Regions from separate parts of the Callithrix jacchus genome. Here region 2 is linked to region 1. Evidence: chromatin contacts called from public Hi-C data. All regions are on one chromosome and are shown on one strand. The core of a region is the stretch at or near the end of the contact, and the rest is flanking DNA. Distances in the headings are between cores, read along the strand shown. Region 1 holds the start of GAB1 (GRB2 associated binding protein 1). Region 2 has its middle 45 kb from the start of USP38.

Evidence for each region. A called contact is a pair of places that touch in the nucleus more often than the background predicts.
Region 2: a contact with region 1 is called in a Hi-C map of skeletal muscle, with 2.6 times the contacts expected there. The contact joins the enhancer-like site here to the promoter of GAB1 in region 1. A contact is called at or near these places in 2 of 3 Hi-C or Micro-C datasets (both in skeletal muscle).

What each region holds. Positions count from the first base shown.
Region 1 is chr3:53,401,506-53,408,563 of calJac240_pri, forward strand. It overlaps GAB1 (GRB2 associated binding protein 1), which reads right to left and starts at 4,055. Exons shown (of 10, transcript XM_008992656.5): 1 at 3,338-4,055. The coding sequence starts at 3,409. It also overlaps the pseudogene LOC128931554.
Region 2 is chr3:53,531,103-53,538,160 of calJac240_pri, forward strand. No RefSeq gene overlaps it. Among named protein-coding and RNA genes, the nearest start is that of USP38, 45 kb to the right of the region's middle. Within about 2 kb of position 3,724, at least 2 of the 16 cell types and tissues checked have an H3K27ac peak or open chromatin away from gene starts, as enhancers often do. A contact at or near this core is called in skeletal muscle, where this site is marked.

The sequences.
Region 1 (7,058 bases), core at 2,805-5,304:
GCGTGGTAGCCAGCGCCTGTAGTCCCAGCTGCTTGGGAGGCTGAGGCAGCAGAATCATTTGAACTTGGGAGGCAGAGGTTGCAGTGAGCCAAGATCGTGCCACTGCACTCCAGCCTGAGTGACAGAGCAAGACTCTGTCTCAAAAAAATCAAATAAAACAAAACTAAAACAAATTTTTTGTCACTTAAAAGCCCTTTTAAGGTCTACCTTACAAATGCTATAAACAGTGAGACAACTGTCAAAGCCCCATGGGCCAAATATTTCCAAACAGAATCATGATGCTCAAACTCCCCGAAGTCTCATTTAATAATTACAGTACCAAGCATCCAAGATACCTTTTCACAGCAAATCCATTCATCACAAATCATTATCCAGAAACATTTTACCTACTGGGTGGCCAACGATGTTTCCTTTATCCAGAAAGATAAACATTCTACATGAAAAGAAAACAAGCATAGGAGATGCATGTGTAGTGCCTGTATCTTTGATGGTCAAAGCTACTTTAGCAAAAACCATCTAAACTGGACACCAAAGCCAAAAGATCAATAATCTGGGAATGTCAAAATCTTCTGGGCCACCAACCTAACAGCTAAAATACAAGCCTTGTTTAACTCATAACACCCATGCTGGTTTCCTCTATTGTGACAGCCACCCTGTCCATTGTCTTCCTGGACCATCTCCATCCACTTCATGCTTAAGTAAAGAAAACACCAGTGCCACACCAGGGAAGGAAAAACCTAGTTTCTCCCAAGCTGTTAGGCATATTCATCCTCCTGAGGAAAACACAATGTAGGCAGCCCCCTGTCTCTCTCAAATGTTCCCATGGCTTCAGTCTACATTGAACTTGTTTCTCACACCAGCCAAAAAATATTTATACCACTCAACTTACGCAGTCATATACCACTTTGCACTATTGCTTGACTTTTTCACATATGCTTGTTTCAAGGTCCCAAAGACTCAAAAAGCTACTTAAAGGCAAAGACCAGGTCTTTCATTTCTTTAGCGCTGTGCATCTGATCTATAGCCCACCTCATTCTTGTATTCTCAACTAATATTCGGTTATAGGAAAAATTATAATCTGCAAGTACCTTTATTTTGTTGTTGTTGCTGTTTTTGAGACGGAATCTCACCCAGTGGCCCAGGCTGCAGTGCAGTGGCACCAACTCCGCTCACTGCAACCTTCACCTCCCAAGTTCAAGCATTTCTCTTGCTTCAGCCTCCCCAGTCACTGGGATTACAGGCGTGCACCACCACACCAGCTATTTTTCGTATTTTTAGTACAGACGGAGTTTCACCATGTAGGCCAGGCTGGTCTCCTGACCCCAGGAGATCCACCCACCTCAGCCTCCCAAAGTGCTCGGATTACAGGTGTGAACCTGAAGGTCCTTTAGAGATGTCCTAGTCTAAGCTCCACATTTGAAATGAAGTATGTGAGAGTCATTAATCTTTTACAGTCCAATCAATCAGGCAGATCTGGTTCAAATGCAGGCCTGTTTTCTCTTCTGTAAAATAGAGATGACACCTACCTGAGAAAACAGTTGTAATAATCAAATTATAGTTTCCTTTTGGTTGTTTTTCTTGTGAAGGCATAATCTTTTTGGTTGATTTTTTCCTGGTTAATAGTGCAATTGAATTCTAAGCCCAAAAGGCAGGGCTTTTTTCCTACTGTATTTTCTGACCTTATGGTTGGTGTCCAATACAGTGCTTGGTATCTTTTGAGTCAGCCATGAACTAACCATGTGAAAGAATGCATTAAACCTCTATTATCACTTTCTTGTTCAGCAAATGTGTTATTCTTTAGTTCCTTTAAGAATCTGTCTTTCCTAAACTGGGCCTTCTCAAAACAAATATACTCCCTACCCCTATCTCTTTCTTTCTCTCTCTCTCTCTACACACACACACCCCTTTCTCTTTAAAACAGGTGGGATAAAAAAATTGCCTGTCATATTTTTGGAATAAAGTTAGCGTTTTTACTAGGATATTCAGGAAAACTGATGGAGAGACAGGATTTAGAGGAATTACACATCTCCGGGGAGCTTTCTTATGATTTGCAGTATCAAGTCCTTCAGTAAAATTACTTGTCTATAACAAATTCTGGCAGAAAGTAAATCAGAAATTTACTGATGAGTTGTCAGTGAAGTTAAATGCTTCACTCTGTGTACTTCACTCTGTTCTATGAAAGCAAACAGTGACTAATAGGATTAACCTGAGCTCTAATACTGAGTGTAGATATTCTTCAACGACAAACAGGTTCCATTAGTACAGGCATTAAATTTATACTACATTTAAGGGGGCATAAATTTTGCTTTTGCAAACACATTTTACTAGAAAAAAAATTTGGTCCAGACGCCAGGAGAAAAGTGTCATTTCTTTCCTTTGCAAGAGGGCACCGACAAAACAACCAATGGGAAGGAAGAATTCGTTCCCAGACCTCTGAAGAGGACACAGCTTTCCACTAAAGTAAGATTGATACTTTCAAGGAATATTTTTCCTAACAACTAAAATGGTTTAACATATAGCATCTTGTATCAATTACACAGACACCATTAAAGCCACTCTGGTTCCCTGGGAAAGGACAGCAACTGAAATCCCTTCTGGCTTCAGCTGTCTCCTCCCGCCGAGTTTGACAGCACATCCAAGGCGCCCAAACACCAGCCACTAGGCTCCCCCCAGCGCCCTCCTCTCGCAGCAAACCGCCAAGACTACCGGGCCAAACTCCAAAGTCCCTCAATGCAAAACCGCGAAAATGTGAACCCTGCTAAGCAAACGGCAGGGCGCGTAATAACTTTCCTTTCTTTCCTTTTTGCGGGCATTCGCTATGCTTGTCTCTACTACCAACTCCTCAGGTCTACAGCCTGCTTCCCGCAACCTATCTCGAGGGGCGGAGGAGAGGGAGCGCGCCCCACCAAAGACAGGGCTGGTGAGCCCTAAAACCTCGGCGGTTTTCCCGGTGCGGGAACTTTAGCACCCATCAGCCCCCTAATAATCAGATGCAGGAATAAATCAGGGAGAAGGCGCCTCTCTCCATCGCACCCCATCCTTCCTAAGGAAGAAGAGAAGCGTGCAGCAGGAGTTTAACCGCAAGTCTGGGCCCTCTTACGGGGCGAGCAGGCCTGCAAAGCAGGCTGTCGGGAACCTGGTGGAAGAAAGTTGTCCGGCCAAGTGGATGCCTGGGCGTGAGTGAGTGTAAGGCACCCGGGGTAGAGGCCAAGGGGAAAGAGACCGGCATTCGTTTAAGAACCAACCCCGTGCGCGGCCAGCTGCAGCCGCCCGCGAGCCGACCGGGGAGGGGTGTGGACACCGAGGTCGGCGGATCTGCGCCTGCAGCTCTACTTACATAACGCTTCAACTTTTTCTCCGGGGGGGACTTTCGGAGCCATCCGGAGCAGACCACTTCGCCACCGCTCATGGTGCGCGCGTCTCGGACTCCCGGCCCCGCAGCTGAGGGGCGGCGGGCGCGCTCCCGACACAGCCGACGCCTGTCGAGCGCGCAGCGGCGAGAACCTCGCTCTCCCGGTCGCGCACTCCGGGCCGACGGGGCGGACGGGCTCCAAGGCGCGCGGGTTCCTGGAGTTCGAGTCTCTCCTCTGCAGGCCGGTGAACCTGAACAGAACGCCAGCCGGGGCGGCGGGCGCGCCGGCCTCCTTTCAGGGCGCCCGCCTAGTCTTCAGGGGTGCCGTCTCGCTAGCCGCCTCAGCAGCGCTCGGACTCTGCGGGATTCTGCCCCGACTCGGAGCAGCAGCCGCGGTCCCTTGCGCTCCGCCCCCTAGGGACAAGACCTCCCTAGAGCGCTTTCCGAAACAGACACAGCGCGGCTCACGCACACACACAGACACAATGCCCCGCGCGGTGCCCACTCTCGCTCGCCCGCCCTCGGTTTCGGTGCGACCGGGCGTTCCTCCTTCCCCTCCTAGGGGGAGGGTGGGTCACTTCTTGGCTCACGAGGAACACCGTGGACAGGGGAAACCGCGAGCCGCCCGCGGGCAGCCGGCGCGGGGCTGGTCCCGGGTCACAGAGGGAGCCGCAGGGTTGGCGGCGAAGCGCCGGGCGTCTCTGAGCCGCGGGCGCAGGGAGGTCGCAGGTCGAGCCGGAGGGTGGGTCCGCTCTCGCGGCCGCCGAAGAGGGCGGGGAGCGGCGGAGGAACAAGGCACTGAGCGGCTTGGCTCCTGGGAGGGATCCCGCTGTCCCGTCCCCTCGCGCTCCTCCCCCGCCGCCTCCCCCACCCCGGGGCGCGCGGCAGGTTCTGAGCGGCTCGGCCCGAGATCCCGATCTCTCCCTCTCCCGGCCTCCGAGCTCCCTCTTCCTCCCTTTCCTCCTCCCCTTCCCACGTTCAGGCCCGGCTCCGGTTTCTGCCCAGACTTTCTCTGAAACTCCGCCGGAGCGCTTCGAGCCAAAACAACAAGGGCCGGGGGAGGAGGCGGATAAAGGGAGGGAGCGAGAGAGGGAGGGAGCGCGAGTCCGAGAGGCACCCTGGGATCTGTAGTTCGGAAAGCAGGAGCAGGTCCTCCGCCGTCCGGCGGCCCCCAGCCGGCTCATCGCCCAGGAGGACAGCAGAGGCCTCGGCTAGGGCAGAGGCACCGGGCTCGGGGGCGGGGAGGACCGAGGCACTTTCGAATGTTTACCCGAGGTTTGCCATCTTGACTCAGCCTGGGCGCCAGTTCGGAGTTTATGCTGCGCCCGAGACTAGGAGTTTCGGGATTTTCTCTACTTGACAGCCTGAAAAGCAAAATCCACAGGAGACCACCATCCTGCCGGTCCCCGCTGCGCGAGACTAAAGGATAGACCAAGAGGGCCCGGGTGCTCCCAGCTTGGAGGGGAGGACAGATGGGGACCCACTAGGGCTGGCCTGGGCTGGTCTCTGGAGCCGTCGGGCCAGAGTGATGGGGGCGCTTGGTGGGGCCAAGGATTTGATTGGATCCTATCTCTGGGACATTTTGAAGTCTCACACTCCCTCCATTTGTTGCCTATTTCTTCCACTTAACTTTGTATTTGTTTGAAATCTACTGTTGGGATGCTGGACCCGGCGGGGAATTTGGCCGGGCGCGATGTCTCACGCCTGTCTTTCCAGCACTTTGCGAGGCCCAGGTGGGTGGATCACCTAAGGTCGGAAATTCGAGACCAGCCTCGGGAATTCGGGATCAACATGGAGAAACACAGTTTCTACTAAAAATACGAAATTAGACCGGTGTAGTGGCGGGCACCTGTAATCCCAGCTACTCAGGAAGCTGAAGCTGGAGAACCGCTTCAACCTGGGCTGCGCTCCAGCCTGGGCAACAAGAGGGAAACTACATCTCAAAGAAAAAAGAAAAGGGAAACTTACTGGGTGCCCTAGTTCTATTTGCCTACTTGTGTGTTTCACAATTATTATACCTGGTCCTGAGTTTAACATGATTCTATAATAGAAACATCTTCTCCAATTTATTTGTGAAAAAGCCCCAAAGCAAATTTCAGAAGATCATCTAATCAGATAAAAGTGCTAAAAATATGAGGAAATAAATGAACATTTCTGGAAAGACGTAACTTCAGTCATTTTCTTATTAACACAACCTTCATATTCTGGAGCTCTTCTGAGTTTCAAAATGTTAGATGATTGTAATCAGAAATTAGGTATCGGAGTGGTGACAAGACAAAGATCCCTGCATATATGGAGATAGTGGCATAGGGTAGTAAGCAAATAAAGGGCCCACAAAACTATAGATTGCTCTAAAAATGTGCCCTGAGGGAAACTGACAAAGTGAGATGAAGCAAAAATTAAGGTGGGGAAAGGGACTCTTTTGTGAGGAAGTATGTAGCCAGGGTTTTTCTTTACAACCTTCTTGAAAGAGGTTGTAAAGAAAAAAAGGAGAATCAGACTTGTTTTCTCCACCAAAATAAAAGGAATAACCCTAAGGAGAACTGAAAGAGAAAAATACAGCAACAGGATAACTTAATAGTGAGCCCAAAAGGAGACCCCTGGGAACCTAGAGGTGAGGATAGGGAAGAGTTCTGAGTAGGGATGAGGGAGGTTGCTAAATCGTGAAACTCCAGTCCCCTAAACTGGAACATTGGTAAGAGCCACTCCATTGCACTATCATGAATGGGCGTCATTCAGTAACATTCCATTAGGTTAATATCTCCTTTACTCTTATCAATGTCAGAGAATACCTTGAAATTAGAAGTAAGTTATTAACAGAAAATAAAGCTGGTATTCCAATGCTATCTTCAGCTTATATAACAAGTATCATTAATAGAAAATACATCCGAGGCCAGGCATGGTTGCTCATACCTGTAATCCCAGCACTTTGGGAGGCCAAGGTGAGTGAATCACTGAGGTCAGGAGTTCGAGGCCAGCCTGGCTAACATGGTGAAACCCCGTCTCTAATAAAAATACAAAAATTAGATGGGCGTGGTGGTGAGCACCTATAATCCCATAATCCCAGCTACTCGGGAAGCTGAAGCAGGCGGATCACTCGAACCCGGGAGGTGGGGGTTGCAATGAGCAGAGATTGGACCACTTCACTCCATCCTGGACAACAGAGTGATGCTCTGTCTCAAAATAAATAAATAAATAAAGGAAAGGAAAGGAAAATAAAAGAGAAAAGAAAAGGAAAAAAATAGACAAGACAACATCGGAAAAAGCCTGGTTCCCACTGGGGTTTAGAGACCTTAATGTTTTGGCAGGTACTTTACAGTATCACAAGGGCTGAACTTCCTGCAGATCTGGATGCACTTTTCAAGTCATCAACTTAGCAGTCATGACCTTGGGTAAATTACACAATGTCTCTGAGTCTCAGTTTCCCGATATGTGAAATGGGAATTGTAAAACCAAGTTTGCAGACGTTTAATGAAAAATAGAAATGGTAGCGTTGGCCAGGCACAGTGCTCACGCCTGTAATCCTAGCACTTTGGGAGGCCAAGGAGGGTGGATCGCCTGTGCTCAGGAGTTCGATACCAGCCTGAGCAACGTGGTGAAACCCCTGTCTCTACTAAAATACAAAAAATTAGCTGGGCATGGCGGTGTACACCTGTAGTCCCAGCTTCTCTGGAGGCCGAGGCAGAAGAATTGCTAGAACCCGGGA
Region 2 (7,058 bases), core at 2,474-4,973, 130 kb after region 1:
CTAATACCACAAATTAGCTCTGCCTGTTTTATACAAATGTAATCATAAGACTGTGCATTCTTTTGTGTCTGGTTTGTTTCCCTCAGTATTATAGTTGTGGAATTCAAATCTTGGACGTGTATCTGGAGTTCATTCATTTTCACTGCTGTAAAGGAATTTAATATATATGAATGTCCATCCATAATTTATTTTTTTTCTAAAAGCAGCAAGAAAAAATGAATATCCACAGCTTATTTATCCATTCTGTTCTTCATGAATATTTTGATTGTTTCAAGTTTTAGGCTGTTATGAATAATACTGCATTGAACATTTAAAACTTTTTGTGTACACAACATTTAAAATGTGCTTTATGCACACATTTTTGTAGCAGCTATCTTTAGCAGTGAAATTACCAGATAACACAGTATGCACACGTTCAGTTTTAGAAGATAGTGCCAAAGTTTTCCAAACTAGTTTTATCAATGTACACTCTTGCAAGTCGTATATGAGAATTAACTTTCTACATCCTCACCAGTGTTTGGTATTGCCAGTTTTTTTAAGTTTATTCATTCTATGAGCACTTAATGTTGTATTATTGAGGTTTGGTGAAGTTCAGCATGGTTTTGTATGTTTACTAGAAACTTCTTTTCTTTTGAAGTGCCTGTTCAAGTCTTATGCTCATTTTTCTATGGCTTTCTATGTTGATTTGTAGTTCTTTCTATGTTCACTTACGATTTACACAGATGTACCACTTTGTGGCTTTGTATTTTATTCTCATTTATTTACTTATTTTTAAAAATTAGAGACAATGTCTCACTAAATTTCTCAGGCTGGTCTTGAACTCCTGAGCTCAAGTGTTGAACACCTTGGCCTCCCAAAGTGTTGGGATTACGGGTGTGAGCCACCGCATCCCGCCTGTATTTTTTTTATTCCTAATGATTTAGATGAAAAGTTTTTCACCTAAATGTAATCCAGTTTATCACTGTTTTCCTTCACGATTAAGGATTTTTTGGTCCTGTTTTAAAAAATCTTTCCATATGCCTAGATTTTAAAGATGTTCTAAGTAATTTCTTGGAAGTGTTATTTGACTTTCAGTTTAGAGTTAAAATCCACTTGAAATACATTTTTCATATATAGTGTGCAGTAAGAGTTAAGTTTATTTGACATGATTACTCACTGTACCACTAAAATTTATGGAAGAGACCATCCTTTTTACATTGCTTTGAAGCGTCACCTTAGTCTAGGGGGCCAAGTCATTGCAGCTTGCCTGAGACTTTCTTGGTTTTCACTGAAATTTCTATGTCCTGGAAACAGTCTCAGTCCATTTTGTCATAAATTACATATGCATGTAAGTATGGGCCCGTTTCTGATAAGCCCCTTCATTTTAATTATTTTAGCTTTCCAAGTCTTGTTTATCTTGTAAAGAAAGTCATTCTACCTTGTTCCTTATTTCCAAAAGTCTTGACAATTTTTGGAATTTTCCCCTTTACACTTCAGAGTCGGCTCAATACAAAATAGAATTCCAAGATTCGGATTGCATTGATTCTATAGACTGGGAAAAGTTAACCATTTATTTTGAGGAAAAATTAGGTATTTATAATATTGAGTCTTCCAAGCTATACTTTATTTAGGTCTTCTTTAATATCCTAAATAATGTTTTGTGGCATTGCATGGCAGTCTTATGCATCTTTTAGTTCTAAAAAACTGTTTCTAGATTTCTAAAAAATTGATTTTTTACATTATTGTAAATATTTTAAAATTTCATCTTCAAATACCTGTCACTGGTGTATTAATATACCCATGAATTTTGTATATTGCCTTTGTATTTAGGGGACTTGCTAAATTCAATTCTAGAAGTTTGTGTGTCAGTTAAACATTCTTATTTTGGATTCTACATAAACAGGTGGCTGGGTCAGAGGCTGTAGTTTGCCCACCTCTGTGTTAGTTCATGTTTATACTTTTACTGGGGCTCTTTGTGTTCAGTGTACGTTTGATGCACAGTGGGTGGAGCAGGAGGTCCAAATTGCTGCTCATGGGCACAGTGTGTCTTGAGCTTCCCAAAACTGTCCCTGCTTTCTTGTTTTGTAAATTGATTCAGTGGTGTCAGATCCATTTCCAAACCTTCTTTCCTTTTTATAGATCCAAGTTTCCATCTGGCATGTTTTTTCTCTTCAGCCTGAAGAATTTTAACCTATCTTGTAGTGCAAATATTCAAGAAAAAAATTCTCTCAGCTTTTGTCTAAAAATATCTATTTCACCTTAATGTTGAATAAATATTCACTGGATATAGTGAATATTCACTAGGGTGACTTTTTTTCCCCGCTTCTGTACTCTTTAGATGCCATTCCACTATCTTCTGTATTTCATATTCTGTTAAAATGACTGGTCTTTTGTTTCTCTATATCAAGGATCAGAATTTTTTTCTCTACTATAGTGGATAGTTTAGGCTTTGCAGGCCATATGGTGATATGGTTAGGTTTTGTGTTCCCACCCAAATCTCATCTTGGATTTAATTTCCAGGTATTGAGGGAGGATCCTGGTGGGAGGTGACTGGATCATGGGGGTGATTTCCCTCATGGTGTTCTTAGGATAGGGAGTTCTTAGGAGATCTGATGGTTTTATAAGGCAGTTTTCCCTGCTGTCTCTTGCCTGCCACCTTGTAGTGTCTGCTTCCTTTTCCGCCATGATTGTAAGTTTCCTGAAGCCTCCCAAGCCATGCAGAACTGTTGAGTCATTATACCTCTTCTTTATAAATTACCTAGTCTTGGGCAGTTCTTTACAGCAGTAGGAGAACAAACTAATACATATGGTCTCTGTGACAACTACTCAGCTCTACCATTGTAGTGTAAAAATAGTCATACATAATCTATCACAGGTATAGCAGTGTTCCAATAAAACTTACGGGATGCAGCATAGACTTGGCCTATGTGCTGGGTATTGTTTGCTGACCTTATATTCTTTTCCCCTGGGTGCTTTTAATTTTCTCTTAGATAATTAACTCTTGGATCTTCCATTTTTCCTCATAATTTTCACAAATTCTTTTCTTACCATAATTTCTGGATTTTCCTCCTTCTTCGAATGACTCATATGTTTTGATCAAATGCTGGCTAATGTATACTGCATTTCTTTCTTTCTTTTTTTTTTTTTTTTGAGACAGAATCTTGCTCTGTCACCCAGGCTGGAGTGCAGTGCAATGATCTTGGCTCTCTGCAACCTCTGCTCCTGGGTTCAAGCGATTCTCTTGCCTCAGCCTCTTGAGTAACTGGGACTACAGATGCATGCCACCATGCCCAGCTAATTTTTGTATTTTTAGTAGAGACAGGGTTTCACCATGTTGGTCAGGCTGGTCTCGAACTGCTGACCTTGTGATCCGCCTGCTTTGGCCCCTCAAAGTGCTGAGATTACAGGCATGAGCCACTGTGCCTGGCCTGCATTTCTTTAAAGAGGGTTGCAGATAAATTAAAGAATTTAACCAGCATTAGAATTTGATCCTTTTAAGACCTACTTTTATTCTTTGTTGGGTATAAACTTTACACTGTAAAGAATTGGCCTTTGCTCCAGTGCTAATTTAGCCCCACTGCTAAGCCATGGCCTTCTCAAAGGAAAGCACAATACCCCAGGATAAAGGGGAGGACTAATCAGTTTGGGAGGTCAGTATGAGAAGATATGAACATACTGAAGAGTGAGAGGCAATTAGTCAGCTGAAAGCTGGGAAGAGAAAGTAGGGTGAGGCAAATGGTATGCTATCCTGAGAACTGCCTGTACAAAGGTCTCAAGACGACAAATATATGGTGCTGTGTGAATAAAAATGATGTAAGGTCCAATATGCGTGAGAGGACATAAAGGCAAGAATGGAAGAGATAAGGCTAGTAAAGCAAGCAGAAACTAGATGGGTTTAACACATGAGTTTGTTAAGAACAACATTTCTCAACCCTTTATATATATAGTTTTGAACAAAGTAGATTTTATTTTTCTTAAAGAATCACGTTTGGAGTGCAAAAGGTTAAGTGAAATACACTGAGATTTCATTTTATAAAATTCATTAAGCGTTTGTTAATATGTAATTTGTTTAAGTCCTGTCGCTTTATTAGAGTATTGACTTTGGAGTTCTGAATGCTTGGGTTAAAATCTTAGTTCTGATTTTTACTAGGTGCGTGATGTTAAGCAAGTTCCTTAATTGGAATCTTTATTTTCTTTGCCCATTAAGGTGTGAGGGAGGATATGGGTATGAGCCCACTTATAGGGCTGGTATAAGTTAAAAAGACACATAAATATCTGCCAGCATCCAGCACATGGTAGACTCTCAGCATACGTTGATAATCCCCTTGAACGAAAGACCTACTAGGGGAAAAAATTCCTTTTGTAGTCCAGTTAGTTCTCAACCCAGGTGGCACATTAAAATCATGTGAGGTCTGAGATGAGGCTTGGACGTGTTATTATTTTAAAAAAAGCTCTTCAGGTGATCTTAACATGAAATGCAAAGATAAAAACTGATGATCTGGCCAGGAAAGCCTAAATATTTCACCCTCTGAAATCAAGGGGTGTGTGTGTGTATTTCAACAACACAAGCAAAAGATGAAAACATGAGATCCATGAAGAGAAAAACAACTGCAGGTCATAACAGACACTGATGAGAGCTGGCAATACACTTGGCTGACTTCTTAGATTCTATTTTTAATATTAAGTCCACTCTGGTTATGTAACTGGGGCTACTGGTTTTACATAATAAATCCTTTTGAATTTGTGAAACCTAGATTGCTGATTTTATAAAAATCTTGATTCTCATTTCTTTAAAAATTATTTCTATAATTATTATTCCAAACTTCTTCATATGAGAAAGCTTTTTTTTTTTAAACAAGCTAGCTTTTTTCAAAGTGGTGTTTTTTTTTTAATCCCCCATTCATTTTGAGGTTTGTTCACTTCTAAAAAAGGACTCTGTTAAAAAATTAACACAGGCTAACGTTGAAGATATGGAACAGTTTGATAAAGCTTAAGAATATACATAGGACATTGCTTATATTTTAGAATTATTTGTTTCTTTGGGATAACAACTTTTAATTCACATTTCCTTACTGTTGTACTTTAACTTCCTACTTACAGGTTTGCATTATCCAAGATTTAACCTTACTCTTCTGGATGATGTCACTGAGTTGCTAATGACAACCAGTTAGCATTTCCTAATAAGTTTTCTGTAAAATGTGAATAACTTACTCTTCTCTACCTCAGGACTATTTAGTTTTAGAAATCTAAACTCATTAGAAAAAATGAATGATGAAAGGATATATAAACTATAGCATTTTTATGAGAAAAAATATATATAAATGTATAGTATTTTTGAAATACTCATTTTTAAAGTGCTCTTTGTATGGAATATATTTTATGAAGTACACAATCATAGGAAAAGATAGCTGAGAATTAAAACCTGGAACAAAGTACACAGCAGCAAAATGAAGATTTCCAGTAACTGGACAAATTATTTTTCTCCTAAACTGTGCTGGGCAAACAATAAGCATCCAACCCCACTTATTATAAGAGAATAGCTTTAAAGAGGTAGTATGTTAAAAGACAACTACTACCTTTGTAAATAATATTATGATACAAATAACAGAACTAAAGAGAAAAAAAAAATGACTTAAACTTAAGACTTAGCTTGAAATATTTTTATTCTTTCCAAATGTGCTGTTTGAACCTTTCACATGGACCCCCCCCGAATACCTCTAGACATCATAATAGATTTTTATCTCTATATCCAAAGGCTCTACCAATAATTTAAGATATGGAGACAAAAGTCAGGGATCTCCAGGCATATGTTGCCCTGCTTCTCTGATTATTTAGCTGGAAGAGAGGCAGTAGGAAGATGCTTGGAGAATGAGCTAGAACCCTTCCTCCAATTTGAGATATGTTAACGCTGTAAGTCAGAGTTGCCTAGGCAACTGCTTAGTGGATAGGTTACCGGGGCTTGTTTTGACATCATATATATTTCCTTCTTTGCATATATCAAAACAATTTTTTACTTTTTTAAATGTGTCAATAAACATCTTTGAAAGAAACAAACTCAGATTTTATAGTTTTTCATTTTTGCTAGCAGTGAGGCCTAATGCTTCTTAGCAGCAATGAGCAACTTCATTTAAACTGATTACTTTGGACTAAAGAAAAGACAAACAGCAATTCTACTTTACTCAGTCTTCAGAGTCAAACTTCACAACAGAATTTCCTAGAATTGGAGCTAAGTACAAGGGTTAGAAATACAGGAGTAAGAAAAAACCTAATATGATAAATAAATCTGTAATTAAGTAACAGGGATCTGTTAGAATCAGAGCAGTCCTGAGTATTACCTTACTAAAAAAGTTCAGCTGCATAGGTTTTGAATGAATCTTCGATTATTCTGGTTCCACATATGTTGAATTCAACAAATAATTTAAAAGGTTACTATATTTTTAATGTTAAAAGGAAGTCTTCAAATTTTTGGTATTGGTATAAAGTTATCATTTGAATACTCTCAGTGTTACTATATTCAGTCAGCTTTCTGAATCCTCAGACTCTATCTGTGGATTCAGACAACTTTGGATAGAAAGTTTAAAAAACCAATAAATATTATAAAGGATAATACAAATGAAAAAACAATATAACAATTACATAGCACAATGTAAGTGCTATGCAACCATATCTAATCATCTAGAGATTATTTAAAGAATATGGGAGGATGTCCATAGGTTATATGAAAATACTGTGCTATTTTATATAAGGAACTTGAGCATCTGTGGATTTCAATATCAGGGGATGGCGTTCTGGAACCAGTCCATTGTGGATACTAACTAGAATTCATTTTATCATTTTAAAAAGTCAATATATATTATCCTGATACATAAAATCCTTGAGAGACCTGATATTCACAGATAAAGCTGCGTAAGTGTAATTGCTTTTATGAAAGTTCCTAGAAGCATCTTAGTCCAATATCAATCTACCAAGTATTAAATGACTTTACCAATTTCAATAAATGCCAAGACTGATATAATCTGATCATAAGTTACTAGCAAGTAAGTGGATAACTGAATACACAGGGTAGTTCAGAAATTCAC